Linked DNA regions of Rattus norvegicus: region 2 is linked to region 1. Evidence: chromatin contacts called from public Hi-C data. All regions are on one chromosome and are shown on one strand. Each heading gives the region's core, a stretch centred on a gene start, on an enhancer-like site or on the middle of the called end of the contact. The rest is flanking DNA. Distances are from core to core; before and after follow the strand shown. Region 1 holds the start of Nufip2 (nuclear FMR1 interacting protein 2). Region 2 overlaps Myo18a (myosin XVIIIa).

Region 1 (5,842 bases), core at 775-3,274:
TGCACATACACACATCATGCCGGCCAAAAACAAAAAACAAAAACCCACACATACAAAATACACCTAATTATGTTTACTACCTGTGTGTGGTGCCCTTGGACTTCAGAAGAGGGATTGGATCCCCTGGAACTAGAGTTATGGATGATTATGAGCTGTATGGGAGTATTCAGAATTGAACTCTGGTCCTTGGCCAGAGCAGAACATGCTCTTTAACAGTTGACCTAACCCTCCACCCTCAAGGGCTTTACCAGTTAAAAGGCAGTGGGGTTTCAAGAGTAATAGGTCCTAGAGGTTCACTAGAGATGGTTGTAGAAGAATGGGAATGTCGTAATACCCCTCAACTGTGTACTCAAAATGGTTAAGTGGGAACTGAGTGTGATGGTGCATGCCCACAATGACAGTATTTTTGAGCTAGAGATGGTTGTAGAAGAATGGGAATGTTGAAATACCCCTCAACTGTGTACTCAAAATGGTTAAGTGGGAACTGGGTATGATGGTGCCGGCCCGCAATGACAGTATTTTTGAGGGAGAGGAAGGGGCACAGCAACAATTTGTAGTCTGCCTGGGCTACATAGTGAATGGTAACAGGCCAGGCAGCAATACACAGTAAGATCCTGTCTCAAAACCAACCAAACAAACAAACCAACCAAGACAACAAAACAAAATAAATACAAAAGATGGTAAACTTTACATTTAAAATTTCCCTTGTATTACGTAGATGTGTATGCATTATATGTATAATTTAAATGAATTATAAAGCAAGCATTCATGTAATAGCACATTGGCTGGGTGTGCTGGTATGTAGGACTTTAATCCTAGCACTCATGAGGCAGAAGCAGGGGGAACCTCTTAGTTGGCCAGACACTTCTACAAAGGTAGTTCCAAGTCAATCAGGGTTACATAGATGCTGTTTCAAAACCAATCCAATCCAAAACACACAAACAAAACTCCCAGTCAACACCCACCCCTAATATACTAAGAGGGTGCCGCGTGTCTGTCCTCATCACAACCTTCTTCCTTCCTATCATAACAGGTTGAATTAACAGCATAAAATGCAAATATGCCTTTAAATTTCAATGTTTTCTTTCAATTTAAAGCAAAAAATGTAAAAAAACCCAAAACTTAAAGAACTTTTAAAGATTTTCTTTCTCCTTTCCTTCACTTTTGAAAGTCTTATCCTAAAACCTATTTTGGTTTCATAGTTGACCTCACCTGCAGTGTTTAATTAAAAAAACAAAACAACAAAAAACTTCAGTGTAGATTTTTCATTCCTCTCTCTCTCTTGCCTTCAACTACAAAGAAACAATGATTTAAGCCCTTTGTGCCCTTTTAGAAAATTACACAGATACCCTATTGTGGAACCCTATAATCCCTCCGTGGAAAGGAAGAGATTAGCATATGAATACAAAGCAAAATGAATCCAGAATACAAAACGATCTATCGAGTTGTGAGGCTCTTGTATTCTTAAAAATGTATTTATTTCCTCTTTTTTTGTATTGCCCCTTTCGTGGTTTAAGGGTTAAGGAAATTGAGACCCCCCCCCGCCTCCCTCCCCCTCGACTACCCGGAAAAGAATTAAACACACACACACACACACACACACACACACACACACACACACACACCCCAACATATTCTAGGAGGTGCAAAACCAACAGATGGCTCCTAGCGCCAGTAGAATCCTCAGTGGAATCTGCTACACTCGACATCAGCTTGCTCGCTGTGAGGAGTGTAGAAAGTGCTGTTCGCTAACTGCGTGGTGAAGGAGAGAAAGCGATAGAAGAGAGAGCCATAATGCTGACGTTGAAGGCCCGGCCCTGTGAGGTTGCATAGGGTAAGTGGCGTTGGCCAGGCGGCGGTGGCGAAGGGGAAGGGAAGAGGATTTGGGCTAGGGGCGGGGCTTGACGCGCAGCGTGGCTCCTGATTGCTGGAGCGCGGCTGCCAATCTCGCAGATCCGCTCGCTTAACCAGTGCGCTGGCGAGACGCGCTCAGATATACTGAGCGAGCGCGGAGAAGCAGTCTCAGATCCTGACGGTGCAGCAGCCCGCAGCCTCAGCCAGGGAGTCCCAGCCGCTTTCAATGGAGGAGAAGCCCGGCCAGCCACAGCCTCAGCACCATCACAGCCACCACCATCCGCACCATCACCCCCAGCAGCAGCAACAGCAGTCGCACCACCACCACCATTATTATTTCTACAACCACAGCCACAACCACCACCACCACCACCATCACCAGCAGCCTCACCAATACCTGCAGCATGGAGCCGAGGGCAGCCCCAAGGCCCAGCCCAAGCCGCTGAAACATGAGCAGAAACACACCCTCCAGCAGCACCAGGAAACGCCGAAGAAGAAAACAGGTCTGAGAGGGAGGGCGGTGGGGGAAGGGGACTGGGTTGGGGGGAAGGGATGGGGGTGGGGCTAGATGTGAAAAGCGCGGACCCGGTCGGGGTGTGCGTCCCGCCGGGCCGGGGATGCCCCCTTCTATTCTTCCCGGGCGCGGGCCGCGAGGTGGGGATTGCAGCGCCCTCTCCTTCCCTTTAGCATGGGAGAGGCCCAGTCAGGCCAGCGTGACCTTCCTCGGCCCCCGCCCCGGCCGGAGGCAGACCTGTACGGTCGGCCTTGGAAGTCCAGCCTTATTTTTCCCTCTAGTGCGGCCCTGGAGTTGCCTGAATGTGGGGGCCCTAAGAAGGGGTGAAACTCATCTGTCCTAAAAAAAAAAAAAAATCCCTTGAGGTGTCTGTAATCCAGGCCTAGTGAATTCCGGTTCGGGTGGTGTCGCGAGACCCGCTTGCAGGCGGCGAGGAGCGGGGCTGAGGGCTGAGTTGAGGAAGCGTCCTCCCTCACCCGCCACCCCAAGCCCACCTGTGGCCTTGGGGTTTGCTGTCCTGGGGGGGGTAGGCTGGGACCCCATCGTCCCTCGGGTCTTTTCTATCCCTAAATGCCCATCTTGGGCTCCGGACCCCGCTGTCTATCCGCGAGGCACCTCCAGAGGCCGGCGCCCCTGGCCCGCTCGCCTCGGAGCCGGCGAGGCTGGAATGTTCTCTTCTCCTCGCGGGGCCGCTTCCTGTCCGCCATGTTGGAAGCCGATTCCTGTCACCGACTCTGGCCGGCTGAGGAGCGGAGGGGGAAGGGTGCGGAAGGCCACACGGGACGCTGGCACCGCTGCCCCGGGACCCTGTGCAGCCCTCTTCAGGTCCCCCGCACTGCGGGCGGCCGCCGCCCGCCGCCCCTCCCCCCGCCCCGCGCCGGGTTGTGTAACCCGGTGGCGGCCGCGCGGCCCCGGGCGGGTCCCTGGGGTGAGGGGCGGGGGCGGTTGGGGTGGGGGAGGGAAGCGGCCACGAGGGGAGCGGCCTGCACCGTGGACTCGCGCGCCGACGGCCGCGTTTCCCGCTCCCGGGTGCGGCGGGAGGCGCGGGCGGCCGGGAGGGAGCGGGCCTCGAAGAGGAGCTAGAGGGGGAAGGAGGCCCGGGCGGCGGCCCCAGCGTTCCGCCGGCCTGCGAGGGGCGAGGGGATTCATTTTGGGTAGAGGCGGTGCCTGAGGCCTGGTGGGGTACACAGCGGGAACCAAGCTCCCGGGTCACGAGTTTCTCTGCCACAGGAATCTCATCTCCTGCCAGGTTCGCTCACGACTCCGCCTCAGAGGCTTTTTCACTTAGGCCTTTTTCTTTATAGCAGCGCATTTCCTACCCAAGGAGGGTGGGGGGCCCGGCAACCTCTCAAACCTTACTCCATTGGTTTTTCCACTCAACACCTACTAAACTTGTGAGCTGGGTTAGTGACTGTAGGAGGGATTAATCAGATGTTCGATTGGATGGACAACACGGGCAGTTTTGGGTTCCCTGTTTCTTTAACGATGAACTGGAAAGGAAGTGACTTGTCCATGCGGTTGTCACTAATCCCTTACCTTGGACAAGACCTTTTTGGTTAAAGTGAGAGGTGTTTTTGGTGCATTTTAAAACCGACTTCTATCCCCAAACTGAATGTTATTTAACATATTAAACGTGGAGTCTTGAAATATTTAAAAAATAAGCATCAAAGTTTATATATAAGCACATTAAAGTGCTTTTTTTTTTTAAACTGAAAAGGGAATGCTTAGAAAAATGTTAAACTTAGCCTATCATATAATACAAGTAGTTACTGGTGAAAAACTTAGTGTAGACCGTAAGTTATTTGAAGACACCTGGATGGATATCAGATTTTCTTTTATAAGGTGGTAGGGACTGATGATGGAGCAGAAATGTTTAATTGTAAGGATTTACAGCAGCTTAGAGACTTAGGAATTATGTAACTGCATTGGTTTTGGTTTTTCAGAAGGTGAGAAAGTGTCAAGGTTGCCAAATGGAACTGTTCAAAGATTTAGAATTTATCTTTTACAAGGTTTGTGTATTCCCCATCGGATTCCTTACTCCATAGAGATGCAGACCTTGAACCATTCATTGAAGGTGGCTGTCCTCAAAATGTCTTAAATTGGGATGAAGAATATTATCAGTTGGGCTGAGTGGCTTTTCCATGTGTAGTTTGGTCATTTTATACAGTGCTAAGAAATCTAGAAAATGTTAGGTACATAACGTAATGGGTTTTTATGAACCATTACTCCCAAACTTAAGTGAAACTGGTTTTCTGTATTCAGAAGTAAGGGCATAGGAGGCCAAACATGTTGAGTAATTGCAATGTCAAATCCAAAAGCTAGATTTATTGGGACTCAAGTTTTACTGAGTCCATTTGAAGTGGAGTTATCATGGCAGCCCCAAATAGTAAAGACACAGGAATTCTTTGCTTTCTGTTATAACTACTATCTTCACATTTTTCTTAAATATCTAAGCTTTAAAAGATGCTTTTTAGACTTTCTGCATACCAAGGCCACAGGGAGACAACTATGTATTTATTCAGAAGTGAGATTTATTTATTTTTGTCATTAACACTTTTAAAAGCTGCCTAGTAGGTTGCATTTTGTAAACTTAGAATTGAACCTAGGACCCTTGGTGTATAGCAGGTAGGAGCTATATACCACTGAGCTACATTTTAATTTGTAATTCTGGTGCCTCATTCTCCTAGGAAGCTGGAATTAATGTGGGCCACCATTTGCTACCTGAGCTTTTTTCCCCCATGATTTATTTCTGGTATTTAAGTTACTAGTAAGCAAACTTAGGTAGAATTGTTGCAGTTTACTTAAAATTTTGTGTTGTGGTTCAACTTTTTTGGACTTCAGTTTTTATCATTGCATGTAACATTGCCCACCTTTAGTTTAAATATATAAAATTATGATTAATGAATCAGAAGATACAGATATTGCTTAACTTTTTTTTTTTTTTTTTTTTGGTTCTTCTTTTCGGAGCTGGGGACCGAATCCAGGGCCTTGTGCTTCCTAGGCAAGCACTCTACCACTGAGCTAAATCCCCAACCCCAATTGCTTAACTTATTAAATGGTAAAGTAGTTCTCTTGGCTGCCTTTGGTTCAGGCAAATCTATTAGTTAGAGTCTCTACCCCCCTAATTTTTTTTTTTTTTTTTTTTTTTTTTTTTGTTTGAGACAAAATTGCAGGGGTACGTATCACTAGACCTGGCTTAACATTCTGCATTTTTTTTTAAAGAAAACATTATAGAATACAGAACTACATATACTGTTTTTGTCTTATAGTTAGCCTCTCTCTGAGGAAAAAAAAAATAACACTTGAGACAGGGTCTTTGCCCTGGCTGGCTTCAAACTCAGATTTTCTTCAGTGCTAGGATCGAAAGCATGTCCCACCACCTCAGCTCCATGAAATTTTTTTTTTATTTGTGACCTGGAGATAGAGCTTATTGGTAGAAGACCTTCCTAGTATGATAAGATCTTGAGCTCAGCT
Region 2 (5,668 bases), core at 2,100-4,599, 110 kb after region 1:
CATTGAATGGACAGTATTTGGATGTTTAAATAGAATCTTCTAGATGCCCAGCGAGGAACAAAGATTGGATGTTGTCTCCTGTGTAAGTTCTTGCTGATGGGGCTCTGTCTCCTGCCTCCCTCTTTAATGAACTGGTTTGATTGTGGAATCGACGGCAGAAGTCCGATCTGAGCTGGAGTCATCTTCCACCTCACTCTCCCCTGAGCTGTCCAGGCTGTAACAGCCTAAACCTCTACACTCCAGGCCCTGGGAGGGCCCAGCTTGTGCTGAGCTTGGCATAGCCTTGCATCCTCCTGAGAAGATGCCTCAGGTACCCAGGGTGAGCACAGGCTGGGATCAAGTCCCCACCCATTTGGACTTCATCAAGGTTAAAGAGAAAAAAAGTGGGGAGTGGAAAGATGGCTCAGTGGGTAAAGGGATAGAGGACATGAGTTTTGCTCAGGGAATGCACATAAAAAGCCAAGTGTGTGGCATATGCCTATAATTCTAGCACTGGGAGGCTTAGCACTAGCCAGCCAGACTAACTGTCAGTGAGCACAGGTTCAGTGATAAATCCTGATAAAAAGAAGAGCTGGGCGGAAGAGATGGCTCAGCTTAGGCTATGGCTCTTGCAGTGGACCTGGGTTTGGTTTCTAGCATCTCATGCAGGCTCACAACCACTGTAACCCCAATTCCAGGAAGTCCAATGCCCTCTTCTGGCCTCCATAGGCACCAGGCACACATGTGGTATACATACAGATGTGCAGGCAAAGCACATGAAGTTATAACAAAATAAATCTTAATAAAGAAGAAAGAAAAGGCAGAAAAACGATAGAGGAAAAGATCTCACGTCAGCCTCTGGTGTATACACATACACACACAAACATGCAGATACCGCACATACACGTGCATGCAGAGGGATAGATACCAAGAGAGCAACTGGGCCATGGCCTTTGAGGCAGGGTGTGTTGAGGGGAAGGGGGAGGGGGTGCGCACTGCTGTGGTCTGCCTTCCTGGAACCTAGTGACAGCAAACAGCCCTGTTCCCCACAGCATTGAGCTGTGCCTGGCAGTGCCCCATGTACTGTGGCCTCAGAGTCTGACCTCAGGGCTTCTGAATGACAGGAGTTTCTTGTGTAGGTTGTGGGAACTGGAGAAAGTGAGGGGTGCCAGCCTGACCCCTACCTGAAATGCCCATTCCCTAGCTGGTGGGAGCAAAACACACTGCACAGGCACATTAGACCCCTCTGTGTCAGCTTAGACGCAGTTGCTAGCCCATGCTCCACTGGACTCTGTGGCAGGACCCTTGGTGTGAGAATGGCCTAGGCACTGCCCGTGTACCCCCTGTTGAGCACTTTTGCTATTAGTCTCCAGCCCTTAGTTCTTTATCCATAGGAATCTTGGCTTCACAGCAGAGGGGTGGGTCTCAGAGGAGGCAAGGCTGAGTGTTTCCATTTTACTTAGCTCAACTGTTGGTGTTTCTTCTCTGCTGGGTGTGGTATATATCAGTAATCTATCTTATCACTTGGGAGTTGGAGGCAAACGAATCAGGAGTTCAAGTTTAGCATTAGCTACATAGCAACTTTGAAGCCAGTCTGGACTACATAAGACCTTACCTCAATAAACAAACAAACACAAAAGCAACTAAAAACAAAAACAAAAGACGGGCTGGAGAGGTGAGATGACTCCGTGGTTAAGAACACTTGTTCTGGGGCTAGAGAGTTAAGAGCATTGATTGATGGGCTGGAGAGATGGCTGAGTGGTTAAGAGCTCTGACTGCTCTTCCAGAGGTCCTGAGTTCAATTCCCAGGAACCACATGGTGGCTCACAACCATCTGTAATGGGATCTGATGCCCTCTTCTGGTAGATCTGAAGAGAGACAGTGTATTCACATATAGTAAATAAGTAAATCTTAAAAAAAAAAAAAAAGTGTTGTGTGGGTTGATGGACATAGTACATTTATAATCTCTTTGAATAGCACCTCATGAACTAGTAAAGTAGTTCCCCTAACCTCAGAGGGTAACAGGCCTGAAGTGGATGCCCAAACCCTTACATATACTATGTCCTGTCCATGGATATTTATGGTAAATTTTAATTTATAAATTAGGCACAGTAAGAGGTTAACAGTAACAGTAAGATAAAACAATCCTAACAGAACATTGTAATAAAACTTAAATGTCCATGTGTAGTGACTGACACCAGGAACCCCAGCATTTACTAAGCAGAGGAGGAGCAGGAATTCAAGATTGCCCCAGACTACATAACAAATTTGATGCCAGCCTGGGCTGCATGAGTCCCTGTCTAAAAAACAAAAACAAAAAACCCAAAAAACAAAACCCCAAAAAACCCAACAAGCAAATGAGAAACCTGAGGAATTATTTGTTTCTAGAATTTGCCATTAGGTTGTTTTGGACTGCAGTTAACTGAAACTATAGCAGGTGGGAACCGGGACTGAGAGGATGACTGTCAGGGCTCCAGAGTGAGCCTCACTGTCACCAATCCACTTCAGAACCCCAGGAAGTGCTTGGTGTCTGAGTGGAGACCATCTGCCTGCAGAAGTGCTGCAGGCTCTTTTCCTGTTAGTGATGCAGCTGTGTGTCCTTCACTCATGTCCTCAGGCTGTGCCTTTGCCCAAAGTGTCCTTCCAGTGGAGCTGGAGAAGCAGCCTGAGGGCTACTCTCATGGACGACTCTCCCTGAGTTCCAACCTGCTCTTTACAGTTTCCTGCCAGCTTTTCAAATCTTGCTGAGTTTTCTTTGTCTGTCTGGTGCCAATGCCTCTGAGTTCCAGATCTTCTGATTGGTTCCCAGTTGGCAAGCTTACTCTGCTCTCTGTTGTTGGCTGTGTCCATGCCTGTCTTGCTCCCAGCAGCCCATCTCCAGTAGGGCTAAGCAAGAAGAGAGGCGCAGAATTTAAAGGCAGCTGTTACCTGCTGTTTCCTGGCGTCATCCCTGTCACGCATAGGAGTTTGCTCAGACCCTCTTGTGTAGATTTTCTAGCTAATATAGCAAAGCCCTGAGATTCAGGCCCTGTGGTAGAATGTGCTAGCAGTCAGATCCGCTGTGCTGTCTCGCCCTTCTACCTACCCAGGCTTAGTAGAGCTTGTCTGAGTCACTCCAGCAGGTACCCAGAGTCCGTTGTCCTCATGAGGCTGTCTAGAGGGAGATGTCCAATTTGGCCTTCACTGCCCTGTGGCCGAAGTCCTGGCCTGGGACAAGGTGACTTCATTGACTTTATTTGCCCTTGAAATGAACCTTGAAGGTTTTGCTTAGGACCCTTTCTGGGACACCACCTATGACTGAGTCCCGCAGCCTGTGCTCTGGTGGGAACTCTTCAGGCTGCTACATTCCAGACATCTTACCCAGTGCCTGGCCCAGAGACTGTGGAAACAAGGACGGATTGTGCTGGACTGAGGGGCTTTCTCCCAAGCTAGGGCGCCTTGGGGTGGAGGCTGGCTTTCCTTCCATCTCCTTCCAGCCCTGTGGCGTCTGGCTCCTGCTCATTGGCTGGATGCTAATTGTGACTGCTCCCTCTCCCCGTTTCTTCTTGAGGCCCAGGGAACAAGACTCCACACACAGGACAAGGGTGTAAGCAGGCTGTGGGCAGGGGTGGGAGAAGCTTGGACAAGAATGACCTTAAGCACCCTGGAGGGGGAACCCCTGGGCCAGAACTGTCCAACAGAACACACTGCAAAATAGAAATGTCCTGTGGTCATGAGGCCACTGAACACTTGGAACAAGACTAGCGCAACAGAGAAGCAGAACTTTACATTTTACTTGTCTTTAATTTAATGCAAAATATTCCTGGTATTTTTAATGTAACTTAAATGTAAATTGCTTTCACAGCCAGTGGCTACTGTGTTGAACACTACAGCTCCAGATGGCTCCTAGAAGTATGGGGTGGGGGCAGGGAAACAGTTCTTACAGTCTTATCTCCTTCTGCAGAGTGCTACCCCCCCAACCCCCCCCCCCCAGGCTGAGCCTGGTGGCATTTCCCCTTCCTGTCAGGAAGGAAGGTTTGTTCTCTGGCAATTTCTCCACTTCACCAACTCTGGAATCCTGATGCCCTAGGGACAACAGATCTCTGGCAATGTGCCACCACACTGTGGCAGTGCCTCCCCACCTTGCCAGGCGTGACTCTTGCCCAGCTTGGTAACACACAGGTGCTCACACGCCCAGTGGGCTTGGCGGGCTCTGCATGTGGGGGAGGAGACCAGGTAGGCAAAGCTGGGGCCTGCTCCTGCTTCTGTGGAGACTGGGCCTGGCTTTGTTCTTACTTCAAAGGGTTCTAAAAACAGGCCCAGTAAGGGCCTCAAGAAGTGAGCACACAGATCTTCAAATACAGGATCCATGTGCCTCCCACCCCCTGCCCCCATTTAGGGGAACCTGAGAGTGCCTGACGGAGCCTCTCTGACTTTGAGAATGAGTTCTGGGGTTGGGGATTTGGCTCAGTGGTAGAGCGCTTGCCTAGCAAACGCAAGGCCCTGGGTTTGGGCCCCAGCTCCGAAAACAAAACAAAAAAAAAAAAAAAAAACAAAAAGAAAAAAAATAAAAAAAACAAACAAACCAAAAAAAAAAAAAAAGAGAGAGAATGAGTTCTACAGGATGCCCGCTCTCACACCCTGGAAGACCTTCCTTGGGCTTTATTAAATCAGTGTGGCTGACCCTTAAGCTGGTTTTCCTTTCTTCTTCTGTGGAAATAGAGAAAAGCAGTCATTTATATGAAGAGAGCACAATGCTTCATTGTGCTCGTTCTCGAATGTCAGCCAGACAGGATGGGATGTGAATATAGTGAATGTGCTGTAATTAGTAGACGCAGACCCAAGTCTCCTGGCGATTTGAGGCAGGGCCTGGTGAAACTGTCAAGACTGGTCCTGGGCTTTGAGTCTTGTGGAAAAATCGGAAAGGCAGAGGCAGTTTGGAAATCCCCAGAGCTGAGGAAATCCCCGGGGGCTGAGGATCCCTAAAGAGAAACAGTAACCCCTGAGCCACCAGTCAGGTGGTCTTTCTACGCATCCAGGATCTGACTGTTTAGTTTTAGGGGTAGACACCTGTTCTTGGTAGAACAGGCAAAACTGGTGCGCTAGTACAGAGTTCCCAGCAAACCTTTGGATGTGCAAAACTGCAGTCTGGTGGAATGAAAGGACCCAGAATGGCTGATCCTTGGAGTCTTCAGGACAGAGATCTGTGACTGCCCGCCCTATGCCCACTGACTCTACTGACTGTACTACAAAACTCAAGATGTGGCTTGAATCTTTGAACTATAAACTCAGGTATTCATTCATTCACTTTATCCATCAGTAAAAACTAAACATCTTCTAGGTGTTGGAACTATTTCAGGTACTAAGGATAAGTCAGTAATGAAAACAATGTAGGTGCGCAGCTCATTTTTTTTTGTACCTTCTTTGCCATCTCTGTCCTAAGTAAAGTGAGAGGCCATCTTGCTACTGCAGCCCCCCTGAAACCTCAGCTCCCCCGGACGCTTGCTGGGGGCGGGCCCAACAGAGGTGAAATCCTGCTGCCTTGGCTGTGCCAGTAGGTCCATGAGAAGGGGAAGGCTGTCCTCTGCCGGGATCTGGTGGCACTGCAGGGCGGAGTGGCTCGGGAGCTCGAGCGCATGCGCTGAGCCTGGCTCCACCCATGCGCTGGCGGATAAGCGGAACAGGAAGTTCAGCGGTAGTCAGGTCTGAG

Evidence for each region. A called contact is a pair of places that touch in the nucleus more often than the background predicts.
Region 2: a contact with region 1 is called in a Hi-C map of kidney, with 4 times the contacts expected there. The contact joins the enhancer-like site here to the promoter of Nufip2 in region 1. A contact is called at or near these places in 5 of 12 Hi-C or Micro-C datasets (the A7r5 cell line, kidney, liver and 1 more).

What each region holds. Positions count from the first base shown.
Region 1 is chr10:63,071,373-63,077,214 of GRCr8, forward strand. It overlaps Nufip2 (nuclear FMR1 interacting protein 2), which reads left to right and starts at 2,025. Exons shown (of 4, transcript NM_001427799.1): 1 at 2,025-2,357. The coding sequence starts at 2,081.
Region 2 is chr10:63,175,657-63,181,324 of GRCr8, forward strand. All of the region lies in intron 2 of Myo18a (myosin XVIIIa), which reads left to right. Among named protein-coding and RNA genes, the nearest start is that of Myo18a, 26 kb to the left of the region's middle. Within about 2 kb of position 3,350, at least 45 of the 93 cell types and tissues checked have an H3K27ac peak or open chromatin away from gene starts, as enhancers often do. A contact at or near this core is called in the A7r5 cell line, kidney and liver, where this site is marked.